Linked DNA regions of Mus musculus: region 2 is linked to region 1. The links are chromatin contacts, called in public HiChIP or PLAC-seq maps. All regions are on one chromosome and are shown on one strand. Each heading gives the region's core, a stretch centred on a gene start, on an enhancer-like site or on the middle of the called end of the contact. The rest is flanking DNA. Distances are from core to core; before and after follow the strand shown. Region 1 has its middle 18 kb from the start of Arpc1a. Region 2 holds the start of Arpc1b (actin related protein 2/3 complex, subunit 1B).

What was found. HiChIP or PLAC-seq counts read pairs in DNA pulled down with a chosen protein or histone mark.
Region 2: an H3K27ac HiChIP or PLAC-seq map of embryonic stem cells shows a contact between it and region 1, with 5 read pairs. The contact joins the promoter of Arpc1b here to the enhancer-like site in region 1. A contact is called at or near these places in 1 of 15 datasets of contacts at CTCF or cohesin (the NIH/3T3 cell line), 2 of 484 Hi-C or Micro-C datasets (granulocytes and pre-pro-B cells), 1 of 115 datasets of contacts at active chromatin or transcription factors (embryonic stem cells) and 3 of 9 other capture datasets (adipose tissue, liver and pancreatic islet).

What each region holds. Positions count from the first base shown.
Region 1 is chr5:145,063,562-145,067,700 of GRCm38.p6, reverse strand. No RefSeq gene overlaps it. Among named protein-coding and RNA genes, the nearest start is that of Arpc1a, 18 kb to the left of the region's middle. Within about 2 kb of position 2,335, at least 5 of the 459 cell types and tissues checked have an H3K27ac peak or open chromatin away from gene starts, as enhancers often do. A contact at or near this core is called in embryonic stem cells, where this site is marked.
Region 2 is chr5:145,112,270-145,116,140 of GRCm38.p6, reverse strand. Arpc1b (actin related protein 2/3 complex, subunit 1B) reads right to left here and starts at 1,885. Exons shown (of 10, transcript NM_023142.2): 1 at 1,800-1,885.

The sequences.
Region 1 (4,139 bases), core at 1,086-3,585:
GGCCTCAGATGTGGAAGTGCCACTCCTCAGAAACAGTTTTGGAGAAGTCTGTATTGGACAGACGGATGATCTCCACTGAGGCAATGTCCTTGCCTGTCATGTGGTGTTTGGTACCCAACTTGATCAGGACAATTTCCACCATTCATGCTTGCTCTTCATTATCTAACTTGTGCACAGTATTCTTGGTTGGCCTAGCCTTCACTTGAGAAAGGCACAGCAGAAAATGAGATGATAGTGTAGCCTATTCTAGGTGAGCTTGCATTAAAAAAAAAAACCTCTGTGTATATGAGTGCATATATATATATATATATATGTATATATATATATATATATATATATATATATATATATATATACATACATACATATACATATTATATATGTGAGAGACATTGCTTGAAGCTGCCCAGTCCCATACAGGCAGGAGTTTATATTTTCCTAGGTGTTAGCTTCCTACGTTTTCTTGAAATCTTGAAAATCACATTTATTTATTTATTTGTGGAAGGCTCAGGTGGAGGTCAGAAGACTACATGCATGAGTCTGGTCTCTTCTTCCAATATGTGGGTCCTAGGAATTGAACTCAGTTTGTCAGGCTTGGTGGTAGGCGCTTTTACCTGTTGAGCTAGACTTTTTAAAAATTTTATGTATATGAGTGTTTTGTCTGCCTGTGTGAATATATATATTCACACAGGCAGACAATAGGCATATATATATGTATATTCACACAGGCAGACAATAGGCATATATATATCTATATATCTATATATATCACTTGTATACAGTGCCCATGAAGGCCAGAGGCTGCACTGGATACTCTGGAATGGGGGTTAACAGAGCTGCCATATGGATTCTGAGAAGGAAACCCAGGTCCTCTGGGAAAACAACTGGTGCTCTTAATTGCTGAGCCATCTCTCCAGCTCTGTCTGCCATTTTTTTTTGGTTGTTGTTTAAGATTTATTTTATATATGTGAGAACACTGTAGCTGTCTTCAGACACACCAGAAGAGGGCATCAGATCCCATTACAGATGGTTGTGAGCCATCATGTGGTTGCTGGGAATTGAACTCAGGACCTCTGGAAGAGCAGTCAGTGCTCTTAACCACTGAGCCATCTCTCTACCTGCCATTTTTTAAAAAAGATTCTGCCCTGAATGGCTGTGTTCCTTTTGTAAACCTGCCGTCTGCTGTGACTGTCCTGGTTTTCACCTTGGGGCGGCTCAATCTGTTTCCTCTGGAACTCTACATTTTAATGTTTCAGCAATATCCAATCTCACCTCTGCTACATCAAAAAATAATATCATGAGAGTTGGAGAGATGGTTCAGTGTTTCAGAGCACTGACTACTCTTCCAGAGGTCCTGAGTTCAATTCCCAGTACAACATTCTGTCATGGGATCTGATGCCCTCTTCTGGTGTGTCTGAAGACAGCTACAGTGCGCTCACATATATAAAATAAATAAATAAACCTTAAAATAAAAATAATGTCAAAAAAGCTGGGCAGGCTTTCCCATGGAATCTACTGCTTGGGAGGCGGAGGCTGAGGCTGACCATCCTGCAGGTCCCAGGCCAGCCTGGGTTTACATAGTGAATCTCTGTCTCAAAAACAGGCTCTTTGAAAAGTGAAATGAAATGGTCAGACGTAATGGGTGTATGCCCACCTTGTTTGTACTCATGCTCAGGAGCTGACTGTGGGGTTTTCTGAAACAGGGTTGAGCACGTGCTAATGTGTTAATAACGTGAAGCTAACCATAGTGAATAGTTGCACCATGAGCATTAGCGAACCTTTCAAACCAGCTTTCCCTTTAGTTCTTTAGTGTGTGTCTGTGTGTGCGTCTGTCTCCATGGTGTGTGTATGTGTAGGCATACATGTCGAGGTGAGAGAGTCACTTATAGGAATTGGTGTGCTCCCTCAACCATGCAGGTCCTAGGGATTCTTCTCCGACTGCCAGATGGCCCATCAAGCCATCTCCAGAGCTCTACTCAATTTTGGGGGAGAAGAAACTTGTTTCCCAGCATGCCATTGACAGTATCCATTGGATCAGGCCTGGAAACCCTTTCTTAAGTGTCTGTAGAGATTGTTTTATTCCTAGTGGAGGAGTGAAAGGGGTGCCTTGTTTGCTTGTTTGCTTACCTCGTGGACCTGGGTCCATTTTCCTGGGATACAGATCCCAGAATCCCCAATTCATAGGAGGGTGACCCAGACCTGTTTCTCCCTGTGCTGATGGGACTGTGCACTCCTTAGCCTTAGGGCATTCAGAGTACAGCATGGTGTAGGTAGGTGACCCCTGGGTATCCTTGCCCACGTACACAGCTCCTTTACATAGTCATAGTGGCGACTGTCTCTGAGTCTGGGTTGACTGGCCTCCCGCTGTCTTCCCTTTAGAGTTCAACCACATTGAACAGCCATACAAAGCCTGTACCAGTGAGAAGCTACTGTTCTTCCACCCCTACATACTGGTGTTAGAGTTGAAACTAAGGTCATCCTTGGCTACACAGTGAATTTGAGGTCAGCCTGGGCCACATGAAAATAAAGGTGGAAAGGGCAGGTGTCCTTGACTTCAGCAGATTTTTGTTTGTTTCTTTGTTTGAGCCTTGTGGTTTGTTTTTTTCTGAAGGCCAAGGTATCCTGGTACCAGTCTTGAGGTGGGATGGGCTTTCAAGGACCTCTGTGACTAATTCAGACCTTGCTTGCTTTCTGTTGGATGCAAGCATTAAGCCTCATTCATGTCTAAGTGACCAAGGAATTTGAAAACAAAGACAGGCTGTGTGGTAGTGCATGCCTTTCATCCCAGCACTCAGGAGGCAGAGGAGGGCAAATCTCTGTCAGTCTATCAGTTAGAAGACAGCCTGGTTTCCCTAATGAGTTCCAAGGCAGCCAGAGCTATGATAGAGAGACTGATAGAAGGCAAGAGGGAGAGAAGGAGGGAGGGAGGGAGGGAGGGAGGGAAGGAGGGAGGGAGGGAGGGAGGGAGGGAGGGAGAGGGAGAGGGAGAGGGACAGGGGGAGAGGGGGAGAGGGGGAGGGGGAGGGGAGGGGGAGGGGAGGGGGAGAGGGAGAGTGCGAGAGTGCGAGAGAGCGAGGAGAGAGGATAAAACAGAAAGGAAGGAAGATAGAGAAGATGATCCTTGGCTAAAGAGATAGGTTCATGTTTTAAGAACTAGGTATTAATCCTGCCAATCCATGAGCTTGGGAGATCTTTCCATCTTCTGAGGTCTTCTTCAATTTCTTTCCTCAGAGACTTGAAGTTCTTATCATACAGATCTTTCACTTGCTTAGTTAGAGTCTCGCCAAGGTATTTTATACTATTTGTGACTATTGAGAAGGGTGTTGTTTCCCTAGTTTCTTTCTCAGCCTATTTATTCTTTGTGTAGAGGAAGGCCATTGATTTGTTTGAATTAATTTTATATTCAGCTACTTTGCTGAAGTTGTTTATTAGGTTTAGGATTTCTGTCTGTGTGTGCGTCTGTCTCCATGGTGTGTGTATGTGTAGGCATACATGTTGAGGTGAGAGAGTCACTTATAGGAATTGGTGGAATTTTGGGGGGCCACTTATGTATAGTATCATATCATCTGAAAATAGTGTTATTTTGACTTCTTCCCTTCCAATTTGTATCCCTTTGATCTCCTTTTGTTGTCTAATTGTTCTGGCTAGGACTTCAAGTACTATATTGGAATAGGTAGGGAGAGAGTGGTCAGCCTTGTCTAGTCCCTGATTTTAGTGGGATTGCTTCAAGTTTCTCTCCATTTAGCTTGATGTTGGCTACTGGTTTGCTGTATATTGTTTTTACTATGTTTAGGCATGGACCTTAAATTCTTGATCTTTCCATGACTTTTATCATGAAGGGGTGTTGGATTTTTGTGGGAAGCCGTTACAGAGTGGCAGTTACAGAGTGGCAGTTACAGAGTGGCAGTTGCAGAGTGGCAGTTGGCTACAGCTGACCACCACACATAGCCAGTAAAGGTTCTTTTGCCAAGGTGAGGTTTTGAGAATTGACAAAAGTTAACCAATCAGATGAGATACAAGTTAACCAATCAGATGAGAGACAAGTTAACCAATCAGATGAGAGACAAGTTAACCAATCAGATAAGAGAGAACGCCTGTCCTAGGCCTATAAAAGCAGCACCAGTTCTGGGCTCGAGGTC
Region 2 (3,871 bases), core at 636-3,135, 49 kb before region 1:
TACTCTAGCTCCAGGGGACAGCATTTTCCACCACCCCAGGGCTCAAGTGTGTGGGCGCGCGCGCACCCAACCCATAAAAATACATCTTTAAAAAGAGAACAACACTGATGACCTTAGTAACTTGAAAAAGCAAACTTTTAAAGCCCTCTTTCTTAGGGTTGCCTTACTACAGAAAACCCTTTTTATATCAGTGGGTGACAGATTGGAAAAACCCACATACCACTGAGGAGGCTGGATCACTGGTAGAGCACTTGCCTAGTAAGTTCCAAGGCCCTGGGACCAAGACAGAACAAAATACTTTAATTCTAGTTGGGGTTATTTGTTATTTGAAAGATCCCGAAGTGTGCTCACCTTTAATCTCAGCACTGAGGAGACAGAGCTCTATGAGTTCAAGGCTAGCCTGGGGGGAGGGAAGGAGGAGGGAGGGAGGGGGAAAGAGAGAGAGAGAGAGAGAGAGAGAGAGAGAGAGAGAGAACCCGAGTCCAGGGGAAAGGAGGAGACCCTGCCTAAAAGAACAAAACAACCCAGAGTGAAAAAGAATCACCAGCGTACACCTTTAATCCCAGCACTCGGGAGGCAGAGGCAGGAGGATTTCTGAGTTCGAGGCCAGCCTGGTCTACAGAGTGAGTTCCAGGACAGCCAGAGCTATACAGAGAAACCCTGTCTCGAAAAACCAAAATAAATAAATAAATTTTCATTCACACAGACCTTTGCCTTGCACGCTTCATTGTGTGTCTTTGAGTGCCCATGGGTGTCGGGGTATTCGAACTCAGACCCTCAGGATTCCCCCTCCCCAACTCCACCCCTGTCAGTGCTTTTATTCAATGCTCCATCTCCCAGCCCCGCACATTCTCTTACAGTAGAAGCCCACGTGGTAAATCTATTCCTTTTTTATTGTCCACGTGAAGAAGTTGTTCCCTCCAAGTCGCCCCGCAGGGCTGCAGCTTCGGACCCCACCCCACCCTCCCACCTCATAAGGCCAGGTTCAAAGGAGTGCAGAAATAAGGTCTGCAGCAGCAGACAAGCAGGCACTCTGCCAAGTGTACTAGCCACATTTGGCAGCTAAGCCTCCAAATCTGGAAGGTCCCCATTTTCCAGGCAAGGCAAGTTGAGCTCTAGAGAGGCGAGGTGGCTCGACTGCGTCAGCAGCCACACCGCCCCAGGCTGGAGCTGCCTCGCGGGAACAAGCTTCATGGCCAGCACCTGGGCTGGCTCCCAGTTCAGGATTCCAGCCTATTTGCGGGCCCCACCGGGACCTGCCCTGTCCGGGGTGGCCTGGCTGGGTGCCCCTCGAGCCGCCAGGGTCCGCTCGCCCAAGCTGGGTGGAACCAGGAACCTGGACCCCTGCCGGGTATGGTCACTGGGGGATGAGGCGGGGCAGGGGTGCTAGCTCATTTCCCGGTCGCAACAACCCGGAAGGCTGCGGACCGAGGGGGAAGTGACTGAGCGTGGGGCCCTGCGCCCAAAGTAACGGGGCGACACGGGTCTCGGGGATCGAAAGCGGGGCCAGGAAAGCGGAGAGGGGGCGCGAGGCTGGGGCTGTGCCGTCTCGATGGCGTCGAGTGCGCGGGGAATCTCTGCGATTCTTCCCACCGCGCCCCGCATCCCCAGAACGCCGCCCCCCACTAGCTCCTTGCCAGCCCCACCCTCGCCGGGAGCCCCACCAGGCCCCCATGCACACGGCTCTCCACTCCTCTCTCATCCCCATCCCCCTCACCGTCGAACATCGCCTCGAGTCCCCTGACTTCTAGGTGGCCTCAGACACCACACACACCTCGCGACCACCCCGCGCCCCTCACCTCGGGTCTCCTCGGCCGCGGACTCTGGACAGTCGACGCGCCGAACCGGCTCTGAGACCCGCGCAGCGCCGCAGCCACTTCCTCGTGGGCGGGGGGCGGGGCCTTCGGGCACAGCCCCGCAGGGACCGGGGGCGGGACCCGGGCGGCTGTGGCCAGATCTCAGGGCCCGCCCACCCCTCGGGGTACTAAGCCGCCCGGACCTCAGTTAAGTCCAGCTCAGCCCAGAATTCGTTCGGAGATCGCACGCTGTTGCCCCTAACTACTTTCTGAATGGGGAAACTGAGGCTGGAAGAAGGGGGGGGGCGCTTAGAGGGCGGAAGCCCGAGATCGGGCAACCAAGAATTCAAAGGTTTTGAGGCCACACGCAGGCACCCCGCAACTTAATGACTCCTGCCCCGCCCCTCGCACTCTAGGTGCACCCCAGCCGTGGTTCCCCAGACTCTGTGTCCCAAAGATGGCAGAGTCGCTGGCGTCCAGGAAGAAGAGCACTGCCACTCCAGGTGACTTCTCGCTTCGGAAGTCCACACACTTCCCTCCAAGTTGCTGAGTAGCTTTGCAGTCAGGTGATGATGCTCCAGGGTCAAGGGTCTTCCAGGTTAGGTGCGTCTCAAGTTCCTTTTGCTGTGCCTCCCACCTTCTGAGAGCTCCTCTCTAGACTCCCAGCAATCTCCTGTATCACTAATTCTGGCTTAGAGGTGCCTGTGATAACCCACACCTGTCATCCCAGCACTGGGGAGATGGAGGAAGAGAGATGAGATTCGAGTTCACCCTTGGCTGTAGAGCTGGATGAAGGCCAGCCTGGGTTACATGAAACCCTGCCTCAAAAAAACCAAAGAAATGGGCCAGTAAGATGGCTCAGATGGCAAAGGTGCTTGCTGCCCAGCCTAAGGACCTGAATTGAACTCCCAGCACTGACTTCCACACACATGCCAGCCATAGTGAACTAGAGTGTGTAAACATACACACACACACACACACACACACACACACACACGCAGGGTAAGTAAATAAATTAATACTTTTTTTTTTTTTTTGAGCCAGGGTTTCTCTGTGTAGCCCTGATTGCCCTGGAATTAGCTCTGTAGGCCAGACTGCCCTTGAACTCAGAGATCCGCCTCTGTCTGTGTCTCCAAGTTCTGAGTTCTGGTATTAAAGCAGTGCATCATCATGCCTGGTGTAATAAAATACTCTAAGTTTGGAGCAGTTGCTGCAGTGAACACCCTGCCCATGTTCAGTGATTATGTATATGTGTGTGTGTGTATACACACACACACACACACATATACATATATAATGGTGTTGGGATTCAAACTCAGGGCCCTGCACACACAGCAGACGCTCAGTCACGGAGCTACATCCCCAGCCTTCACTTAAGTCTCCTTAAGTTTCTGGGGCTGGACTTGAAGTTACGTAGGCCTTGAGCTTGTGATTCTCCTGCCTCAGTTCCCCGTGCCACCAGACCCACCCAGCTCAGTAAGATTTAGCTCAGGTTTCCACGAGTCATCCTCCTGCCACAGACACAGAGGAGCCATGATCCTGCGCCCCCTGCTTTGCTGTTCCTGTAGGTTTGTATCTGTAGCCCTGTGGGTCAAGGGCATCCCTGGCTGGCAATCTGTCCGTGCTCGCTCAGCTCCATAAAAGCCCAGCAATGGCCCCAGGAGGCCTTGAGTGATCTGACTCCATACGCCTGTGGTGTCCTACAGTTCTCTGTCCCGGGGTAGTAACCTAAAGTGACCCAGTGTCTTCAGAGGATGGACAAAGCAAAACCAAGCCCAGGACTCTAGGAAGTGGCCCACTACAGAGAAGCCCCTCTGGGTGAGCTGTATGCCTGGAGGGCAGTAACCCTCAAGCGGAGGGGAGTCCTCAGAGCAGAGCATAGGACAAGACAATCCTGCAGAGAAAACCAGAGCACTCACTGGTCAGCTCTGGTCAGCTTAAGCTCAAGCGTCTTTCAAGAGGGTTAAGATTCATGGACCAGGTGTTTTGTTTTGTTTTGCTTTATGATGGTGGGTATAACCCAAGACCTTACACATGCACTGAGCCACACAGACCCTAGCCCCTCACAGAGGGTG